3 separate regions of the Gossypium arboreum genome follow, and all the other regions are linked to region 2. Evidence: chromatin contacts called from public Hi-C data. All regions are on one chromosome and are shown on one strand. Each heading gives the region's core, a stretch centred on a gene start, on an enhancer-like site or on the middle of the called end of the contact. The rest is flanking DNA. Distances are from core to core; before and after follow the strand shown.

Region 1 (3,054 bases), core at 122-2,621, 150 kb after region 2:
AGAAAACTTTTATTTATTATTTCAACTTTTCTTCATTCTCCCCCATAATTTTTTATTTTTCTTAAAAGTTTTTCAATTTTCTTTCTCATTTTTCTCACTATTGGAGCTTCTACTTTTAAGCCAAATATATACATATCATTTTTTTCCTTCTTTTTTCTCATTAAGGTTTCATTTTATTTTTTTGTTGCTCTAAATCTAAGTCTTCGTTTTAAAAAATGAATTACAATGTTTTTAGAATTTCTCAGAGCTGTCATAGAGGCCGGCAACGCCTATTAAAAATTATTTTTTAAAAAAAGCACCGACATTGTCAAAGAGAACAACACCACCAAAAAAAATCTAACATGCTTTCTATTAATATTTTTTTTCTTTTTTCTTAGAATATGAGTATTCTAGCATGACATGTACACTTATTTTTACTAGTACAGCCAATGGCAACAACAACACCCAAAGAAATTATTATTTTTAAAATTGACCAATAATTAAATATTTATTAGAGGTCGTGCCGTCAATAGCAACGATGACATAAAAATTTACTATAGCAAATGGCTTATTCTCAGACATAATTTTACAAGTGAATTATTTTCGTAATTAATAAAAAAATTTGAACCAATTCCGAAAAAAAAAAAGCAAACCATGGTATAGTTTACTCTTTTTTTTATAATTTTTATATACTTTTAGTAATGTTTAAATTTCAATGTATGTATTGATGTTTCAAAATTAATCAACTAATGATATAGCATGTGTACCACGTTTAAAAACTGGGGTTCAATCATATCTTGAAAGATAAATCTGTAAAATTTCCTTCCTTCTAGGGGCACATAGATCAAAGCCTGAGAGCGTTTAAGAGGAAGTGTGGCTCCAGCCTGTCTATTTTAGTTGCCAATTGAGTGTTCCTGCCCCGATCCATCCACATCTGCAGTAGTCCCCATAAAATCTCAATATTTCAACTTTCATAACAAAGAAAAAATTTCATGGTTACTCATTTAACTTTACAAGTTTTTATTTTTGGTACTGAAAAAACTTATATTTTAGTCATTATCATTAAAAATAGTTTTGATTTCGATTATTTCTAGTTATTTTACATTTATTCTATGGAGAGAATGTTTTTATGTGAACAACAAAAGCCTAAGTTCAGAGAATTGTGGATCTTATAGCAGTTAAATAGCAATAGGAATAGCAATGATTTAACTTTAATCTATAAATTAATTAAGAAAGATTTAATCTCTCCTCATCCTTTCCTTCTATTTAAATAACAAATAGTCAAACTTTTGTTGGTATATCCAAAATAAGAACATATGCGAAAAAAAGTTGTGTATAATTGCAACCATATATTTGTTTTTGCGTTGAATACGACCAATCAATTTCCATCTACCAGACTTACCACATAAAGAATCCCATCCGTCATTCCAATTTCTTTTTCTTTCTTTTTCAAGAGATTGAAAAATGCCAAATTGGTAAGCAATAATAACGAACAAGAATATCCCAATAATCCTTCAAAACGAAAAAAGTTCATCCCAAGAAAATCTGAGTTATGGAGCCATCAAACTCAAGCTTAGATACTACAGCTCTCTTGAGTCAAGCTTCCCAAAGACAAGACCAAAGTACAGAAACAAGGTGTTTGAGGAATGTTTTAGATGTAGAAGAAGCGAAGACTCAAATCTTATTTTCACTGCCCATGATCCTTACCAATGTCTTTTACTATGCCATTGCTTTGGTTTCTGTCATGTTTGCTGGTCACCTTGGAGAGCTTGACCTTGCTGGTGCTACACTTGCCAATTCATGGGCCAATGTCACTGGCTACGCTTTCATGGTAACTCTATATTTACTCTCATCCCATCTTTATAACACCATAGGTCATGACTCCGTCTTATTTGGAGAAAATAAAGCTCTTTAAAAGCTTATTGTATCCTCACATTTATAGACTGGTATACTGGGTTATAGCTTTATGATTACTGTTGTCTTGACTGTTAGGTGAAGAAATTTGTTGGGAAGGGTTATAGAAGAAAATAAAAGATTGGGTCTCATTGATTATAGCTTCTTCTTTCTTTCTTTCTTTTTTGGTAAGTTTTTATTTATCCAAGAAAGCCTTAAACCTACAATATCCTGCTCACCAATACTCAAACGTTACCTTTGAAACTGTCTTCTATTTCTTTCTCGCCAGACCAAGTAAATGAAAGAATTCCATGCTAACTTCAAATATAAACAACAAGAGCTTTGCCTTTAAGTCTTGTGCAAAGTCAATGAATCTCCTGATTCCATCCCCCAGCTTCTCCTAGGTCGTAAGACACTAACAAACATACAATTTACAAAAGGACGATCTCTTGTTTCCTAGTTCCCTTGACATAGCGAACAATAACTCTCAATGCTCATCCCCCTTCCAGTAAGTCTTATCTTTTGTTGGAAGGACAAACGTTCAAATTAGAAAGGAATGTTTTGGTATATGAAGTGGAAACCAAATCATCCGACTTTCCTCTCCTTTTCTCTAGTTTCATTCCAAATTGCAGAAATAGTTAGTTTATTGTTACTGACATCCAAGTTAGCCAACACAGATGCAGCTTCTTCCGAGTTTTAGAATCTTCCTCCAGCTCTAGCTAGAATTTCTTCTCAGTGAAACTTGCAAAAATATGGATTTTTTAGCGTGTAATCCTTCAACCAGGCTATCCATAAAGAGCCTTAGACTTGCCAATATGCTTCTAATCACTTGAATGATACAAGCTATATATCAATTATCCAAACGTTTCATTCCTACACCACCTTCAAACTAGGGAATGTTGAGATGTTGATGGGCCGGCCAGACCAAGGCCTGATTTCAGAAAATTTTGTTTTGGGTCGGTTCACTCAAAAAAATCGTTTAATTATTTAAAATTAATAAAATATTAAATTATATGTTTATTGATATTTTATATATTTTAAAATTTAATTTTAATTTAATTTTAATTTTTTTAATATTTAAATTGAATTTAAACAAAGTCGAGATACAAAAATACTTATTCAAGCTTGGCCCAAGTCAAGTCAGACTGAGCTTGGACAAGTTTGATTTTTTTATAAAAATAA
Region 2 (3,100 bases), core at 382-2,881:
GATTTGAGAATCAGTTATATGGACGTCTAAAATTGATATCTTATTAAATATATATCATATAATTTTTAAAAATATAAATTTAATTTTAGTAATTAAATGCGATCCCATAAAATAAAAAATTATTTATTCGTACATATTTAAAGTAAATCATAATTTATTTAAAACAAAATACCTGTCAAATTTTATTTTGCTCAATTTAAAAACACATCTCATTTGTAATAAAAATTAATAAAATTTCACCCTCATGATTGATATTAAATCGAGATGTTGTGTTATACACTTAAAATTTATTTAAAATTAATTTCATGAGTAGAGAGCAAAGTACGTAAAAACTGCGTGAACTCAAGTTAATTGGTTTTAAAATAGAAAAGTGAGATTTACCCAAGCCCAAAGTTATGGGCTAAAATCCTTTCTAAGACACCAAAGTTGGGCCGGTTACAGGCTTCTTTCCACCGGTTCGGGTCGGATCCCATTTTTTTAAAAATTAATTTTGATAATTTTTTTAAAAAAAAAAATCGATTGCTTTATGAAATACAAATTTTAAATTTAGAAAATCTAATCCTCCTTTCTTTATGAAAGATCAATTGGAGAGAGGAAATTAATTTGGTATTCTACTTTGACTTTGGATGCATTCTCTTTCAAACTACTCACTCCACTACTTGTTATTTATATTATATCTACATTTATTTTAACATTTACTCCCTCGATTTGTAAATGTGTCCAAATTACTCTTCAACCTTTCATCATTTAATATTTTAATGTATTTTATAATTATTTTAATTTTTACTTAATATAATATTTTAAAAAAATTGTTGATCACTTAATATAAAAAACTATTAAGTTTATTACAAATTTGAATAGATGTTTTAAAAAAATATTCTGAAAATATTTTTTTTATAAGTATTATATGAATACCTTTTAACTTCAAAATGACATTGGAAAATTTAATATAAAATTTTATAATGATAAAAGAACTGATTTTTATATTTAAAGATATTAAATTCTTAAAAAACTAAATTTTAAATGTAAAAATTTATAAAAATTTAAATAATATTTTAATTTGCAATAATCAACTCAATGTTAAATTATTATAGAAAACTTATCTGCTTTGTTGATTGAGGAAACGGTGGCGGCTTTCAATAAATACTTATGTTTTAAAATATATAAAAAGGTTTGGTCTCACAAATCCCGAAGGGTCAAAGAGTCAAAGTTGAGACGCAGGCAACCAAAACAATATTGTAATTTGAAGCCACCATAAATTATCTTACCTTACATCAGTACAAAATAAATTTGAGTATTTAGCTATCGAATTGTGTGCATGGTTTAAATTTAATCAATCATTCAATTCATTAAATTAATTTATTTTTCAATAGATTTATTACAGTAATTATAAATTATATCGATTTTTAATTGTATGTTATATAATATTAAATTAATATATTCTTTTTACTTTATGTTAATAAGACGATTAAATTTATTTCTTAAACTGAAAAATAATGCATATCAATGTGAAAATTTTTACAATTTTGTGTCTCATTATTTAAACATCTAATAAAAATTAATCTAAAACTTGATAAAACACTGAAGAACAAAAATAAAAAGAAAAGAAATTAATTAAGGAGAAGTTTTATTAGAATAAAAAAAAAAAAGGTTAAAACAATCTATAAGGACCAAAATGTAAAACTCGCAACATTGGATGTGCTATAATACAGTATGTAATGAACACCATCTCTGAGAAGCGAGATAAGCTTTCCATTTAAATCTACAATAATGGCAAGTCCATTGAATGTAGAGGGTGCTAATGGCTGTAGACCAGAAGGAACCAATGGAGGGTGTTGGAAAAAAGTCGTGGATTTAGGAGAGGCTAAGACTCAAATAATGTTTGCAGTGCCAATGGTGTTATCCAATGTTTTTTACTTCTCAATTACTATGGTTTCTGTCATGTTTGCTGGCCACCTTGGTGAGGTCGAGCTTGCTGGTTCAACACTTGCCAATTCGTGGGCCACTGTTACTGGTTTTGCTTTCATGGTAAACTCTTAGTTTAAATCTTAATCTGCTTTTTCATGTTCTCGTCTCAAAATTTTTGTGAAATCAGACAGGCTTAAGTGGAGCATTGGAGACCCTTTGTGGTCAAGGATTTGCTGCAAAAATGTACAAAATGTTGGGGATTTACCTTCAAGCTTCTTGCATTATTTCCTTCTTTTTCTCGATTATCATATCGGTTTTATGGTCCTTCACTGAGCCAATCCTTGTTTTGCTTCATCAAGATCCTGAAATCTCGAGAGCTGCTGCTGTTTACATCAAGTACTTGATTCCTGGTTTATTTGCTTATGGTTTTCTGCAAAACATATTGAGGTTTCTTCAGACACAAAGCGTTGTTATACCTTTGGTCGTGTTTTCTGCCGTTCCTTTGGTTATGCATTTCGGGATTGTTTACGGTTTGGTAAACAGGACAAGTGTTGCTTACAAAGGTGCTCCTATGGCGGCTTCAATTTCAATATGGATATCATTTCTTTTATTAGCTCTATATGTTCTTTTCGCCAACAAATTTCAGAACACATGGACCGGATTCTCTTTAGAATCATTTCGTTATATCATACGGAACTCCAAATTAGCCCTTCCATCTGTGGCAATGGTTTGGTGAGTATTTATTTAACCCTTCATTTTCCTTAAAACTATTAGTATGAGTTTAACACTACTATTGATCATATGTTGTGCTAGTTTGGAGTTCTGGGCATTTGAGATTCTTGTGTTCTTAGCTGGTCTGATGCCGAATTCAAAAATAACAACTTCATTGATTGCAATATGGTAGCATTTTTCTTCTCTCTTTTTTTTTTTTTTTTAATCATATATTTTCTTATCCATTTTTACCGAGCTTTAGTTTTGTTTTTGTATCATCTCCTCCAGTGTGAATACAGAAAACATTGCCTACATGATCACATACGGCCTTAGTGCTGCTGGAAGGTTAGCTTTTTCACCAATTTTCATCTCTGTTATTCGAATTTGGATAGAAATATATACCTCACATAATTATATTTAACTGGTTGAATTTTGTTTTTAGTCCTTATACTTTATGAAAATTGTGGATTTAATCCTTATA
Region 3 (3,029 bases), core at 294-2,793, 140 kb before region 2:
AATCAAGAAAAGCATCAGTTATCCATCTCATTTTCATTAACCATGGCTCATGATTTAAACAACCACATCTTTTTGCAACAGTCATTTTTGAAGCCACTTCTATTATTAGCACATACCAAATAATGTGCCTATCTCAAGATAATCATAATGGTCAAAACTTAGCAAAATCAAAGAAGCTAACAACAAACATAACAAAACAAAGTAATTATAATGCTCATAAGGTTGTTAGGTGTTGCCAAGTTAGTGCTTAGTCAATCTTCACCCAACAGCCCTTTAAGCTCCTTTTTCCCCATCCGTTAGGAAGATATTTTTGTCCATATATATATACACACTAGTTCAAGTTTTAGGTAAATGGTATACTTTCTACTTAAGACAGGATAAGATTTCAATTCAATAAAGCATTATTATCAATAATCTAATCCCACAAACATGAAGCAACTCTAAATTAAACACCGGAAAAAGATTTCTACAATGTGCAACGTAAATATTCAATCACAAGTAATACTCACATTAGATTTAAGTTCTTTTCTTACAACAAAATGTAAATAAACAATGCAAATAAACTCAAGCAATGTGATTGGGAAATAAATCAAAATAACAGGCTTACACTTTATAGACGTCACCAAAGGCTCCCCTGCCAATCAACTCCACCTGACTAAATCTATACCCCGCTGCTGGTTGTAAACCTTCTATATCAGCCATTTCTACGTACAAACTCCTTGGACACCAAAGATCAAAGCCACCCCAAAATCAACCCCTCAAAACATTCACATTCCACCCATTCTTCAATTACAATTCAATACCCACTTCTAAATAGGCAAAACCATTATCAAAAACCCAATCCCTGAAACAGAAATATAAAACCAAAACCATTAATATTCTCAAATAAAAACTAACACCTACAAATAACAAAATGCAAAAACATATCCTAAAAGATTCCCACATTTCAAGATCTAAAAATCTAATTAAAAGCAGATGTATAAGCTCTCACACTGAAAGCAAAGAACATATAAAGAGACACCAAAAGAAAAAAAAAAAAGAATTCCACTTCTGTTACGCGAAAGAAAGGATAAGCTAAAATTGATATGCTAAAAAAAAAAAAAAACAAGAATTCTTAAAACCAAATTTAACAGCGACAAATTTCAATATCCTTTAATACTGAAACTACAATATCCCAACAAAAACAACATGTTTTTTTTTTTCAATTTCATAAGATTATTTCTTTTTGTTCGAAAGATGTTTTCCTTTTATTTTACCTGTTGGGTTTTTGCAGATCTTTCTCTTTCGTTGTTACGATAGTTCTATCTCTGTTTCTGTCAATAGCGTGGGTGTTTAAGAGCTTTGAAAGAAAATCGAGGAATAAGAAAAATAAAAGTTTTGTTTGTTAATATGGAGTTTTTCTCGAGGTTTTTTTTTCGGGAAAATTTTAATTTCGCGATGACTTAAAACGCGCCTTTTAGAAGGAGATTTGTAAGATAAACGTTAAACGGGCAGCGTATTAAGGTAAAAACATGGCTCAGCAAGGCCATGATCCAAATGGGCCTTTGTTATCTATATTATTGAAATTTTCACAGACCAAATTAAAATATTTATTGGTGTATTAAATTTGTAAATCAAATATTGATATAAGATATATTTTTATAAAATTCTTTAAAAATATTAAAAATTAAACCGAATATTTGAAATCTAATAATGTAATAATACCAAAATCATGGAAATGATATATATATCTTCAATGGTTTTTTTTTCTTTCTGATTTTTTATTTTCTGTTTACAAGGAATTTTGTGCCAAAATTCCAAACAAATGACGTTGAAAGGACAAAATCAACACAAACTCAAACAAGAATATATTCAGGGAAAAAAAGGTTGAATAATCTACATGGATTAATTAATCATGAATTATCGAACAACACTAGTCAAATTTCCTTGCCCCACACCTTTGTTTCCTGGAAGGTTCCAAGGCATGGCATTCCCTACAGGCCAACAAAAATAACCTGAAAAATCTCAGGCAACCCCTTGATCTTCCTCTAGAAACACACTTTTGTTGATGATCACCTTGTTTCTTAGCTTCAGTATTTTCCTCCTGGAAACCTCACGTTTCAGAACAGGCACTGCTGTTATATACTGCCATCTGTGGGGATCCCCATACAACTGACCACTTGCAAGCTTGCTTGCTGTGTTTTCACATCCTCGGATTCTTCTATGGTACAATAATCTCCTCTCCGAACTGTCACTCGAGCTTGTTCTTGCACTGCTGCAAGTACTGCTTCTGCTGTTGCTACTGTTGCTTCTCGAAGACATCAATGAATGCTTGCTGTTGATGCTGCTTGTTCGGCTTGTAGGTCGAGAACCATTTTCGGCTGAACCCATTGTTGTTGTTGTTGTTGTTGTTGGAGAAAGCTGTAAAGGAAAGGCGTGTGGCAAGAGTCGGCCATTGAAGAAAAGATGATCGGCTGGTGAGGTTTTATATGGATCTAAAGAGGGTGAATCCGGGCGGCAGGTATAGCACCCGAATTCGAAATCGGAATCTTGATCACCAGAGCTTAACCTTTTCCTCCGATTTTCCGTGGGAGATTTTGATTACAATGTATCTTGTGTGGGAGTTTGGAATGTTGATATAAGTAAGCTTGTGTACTAGTATTTATATTAAGGAAGGAAGTTGAGATAATTATAATCAGTATTATATAGATTTTTACATGTTTATATGATTATTTCGTGTTTAAAATGATCGGATGTGCGAGAACCATGTGTTTGAGGTGTATAGGGGACAGCTTGGAAAGATATGGTCCCCTTGTTGGGTGATTGGGATGAGTTTTTGGTGGTGTAAATCATCAAGTTATTTTGCCAACTCAAGCTTAACCATGCACATGGAGACCTTGGTGTTGTAATAATCTTGGATAGTGTGTGGGATATTCCCAAATTTCATGACTTAAATCATTCCAAAGTGGGTAGGTTTATTCATCTCTCACCATCAATAATTTGAATTACCTATTTTAATTATAAATTGTACTTGGTTAATTTTAATGTGT

Evidence for each region. A called contact is a pair of places that touch in the nucleus more often than the background predicts.
Region 1: a contact with region 2 is called in a Hi-C map of leaf, with 2.2 times the contacts expected there. The contact joins the promoter of LOC108461933 here to the promoter of LOC108463309 in region 2. A contact is called at or near these places in 2 of 5 Hi-C or Micro-C datasets (both in leaf).
Region 3: a Hi-C map of leaf shows a contact between it and region 2, with 3 times the contacts expected there. The contact joins the promoter of LOC108464422 here to the promoter of LOC108463309 in region 2. A contact is called at or near these places in 2 of 5 Hi-C or Micro-C datasets (both in leaf).

What each region holds. Positions count from the first base shown.
Region 1 is chr13:113,437,287-113,440,340 of ASM2569848v2, reverse strand. It overlaps LOC108461933 (protein DETOXIFICATION 19-like), which reads left to right and starts at 1,371. Exons shown (of 7, transcript XM_017761921.2): 1 at 1,371-1,810. The coding sequence starts at 1,532.
Region 2 is chr13:113,586,334-113,589,433 of ASM2569848v2, reverse strand. It overlaps LOC108463309 (protein DETOXIFICATION 18-like), which reads left to right and starts at 1,631. Exons shown (of 7, transcript XM_017763258.2): 1 at 1,631-2,028; 2 at 2,096-2,640; 3 at 2,722-2,808; 4 at 2,908-2,964. The coding sequence starts at 1,771.
Region 3 is chr13:113,722,886-113,725,914 of ASM2569848v2, reverse strand. LOC108464422 reads right to left here and starts at 1,543. Exons shown (of 21, transcript XM_017764716.2): 1 at 1,257-1,543; 2 at 608-844. The coding sequence starts at 702. It also overlaps the pseudogene LOC128286843.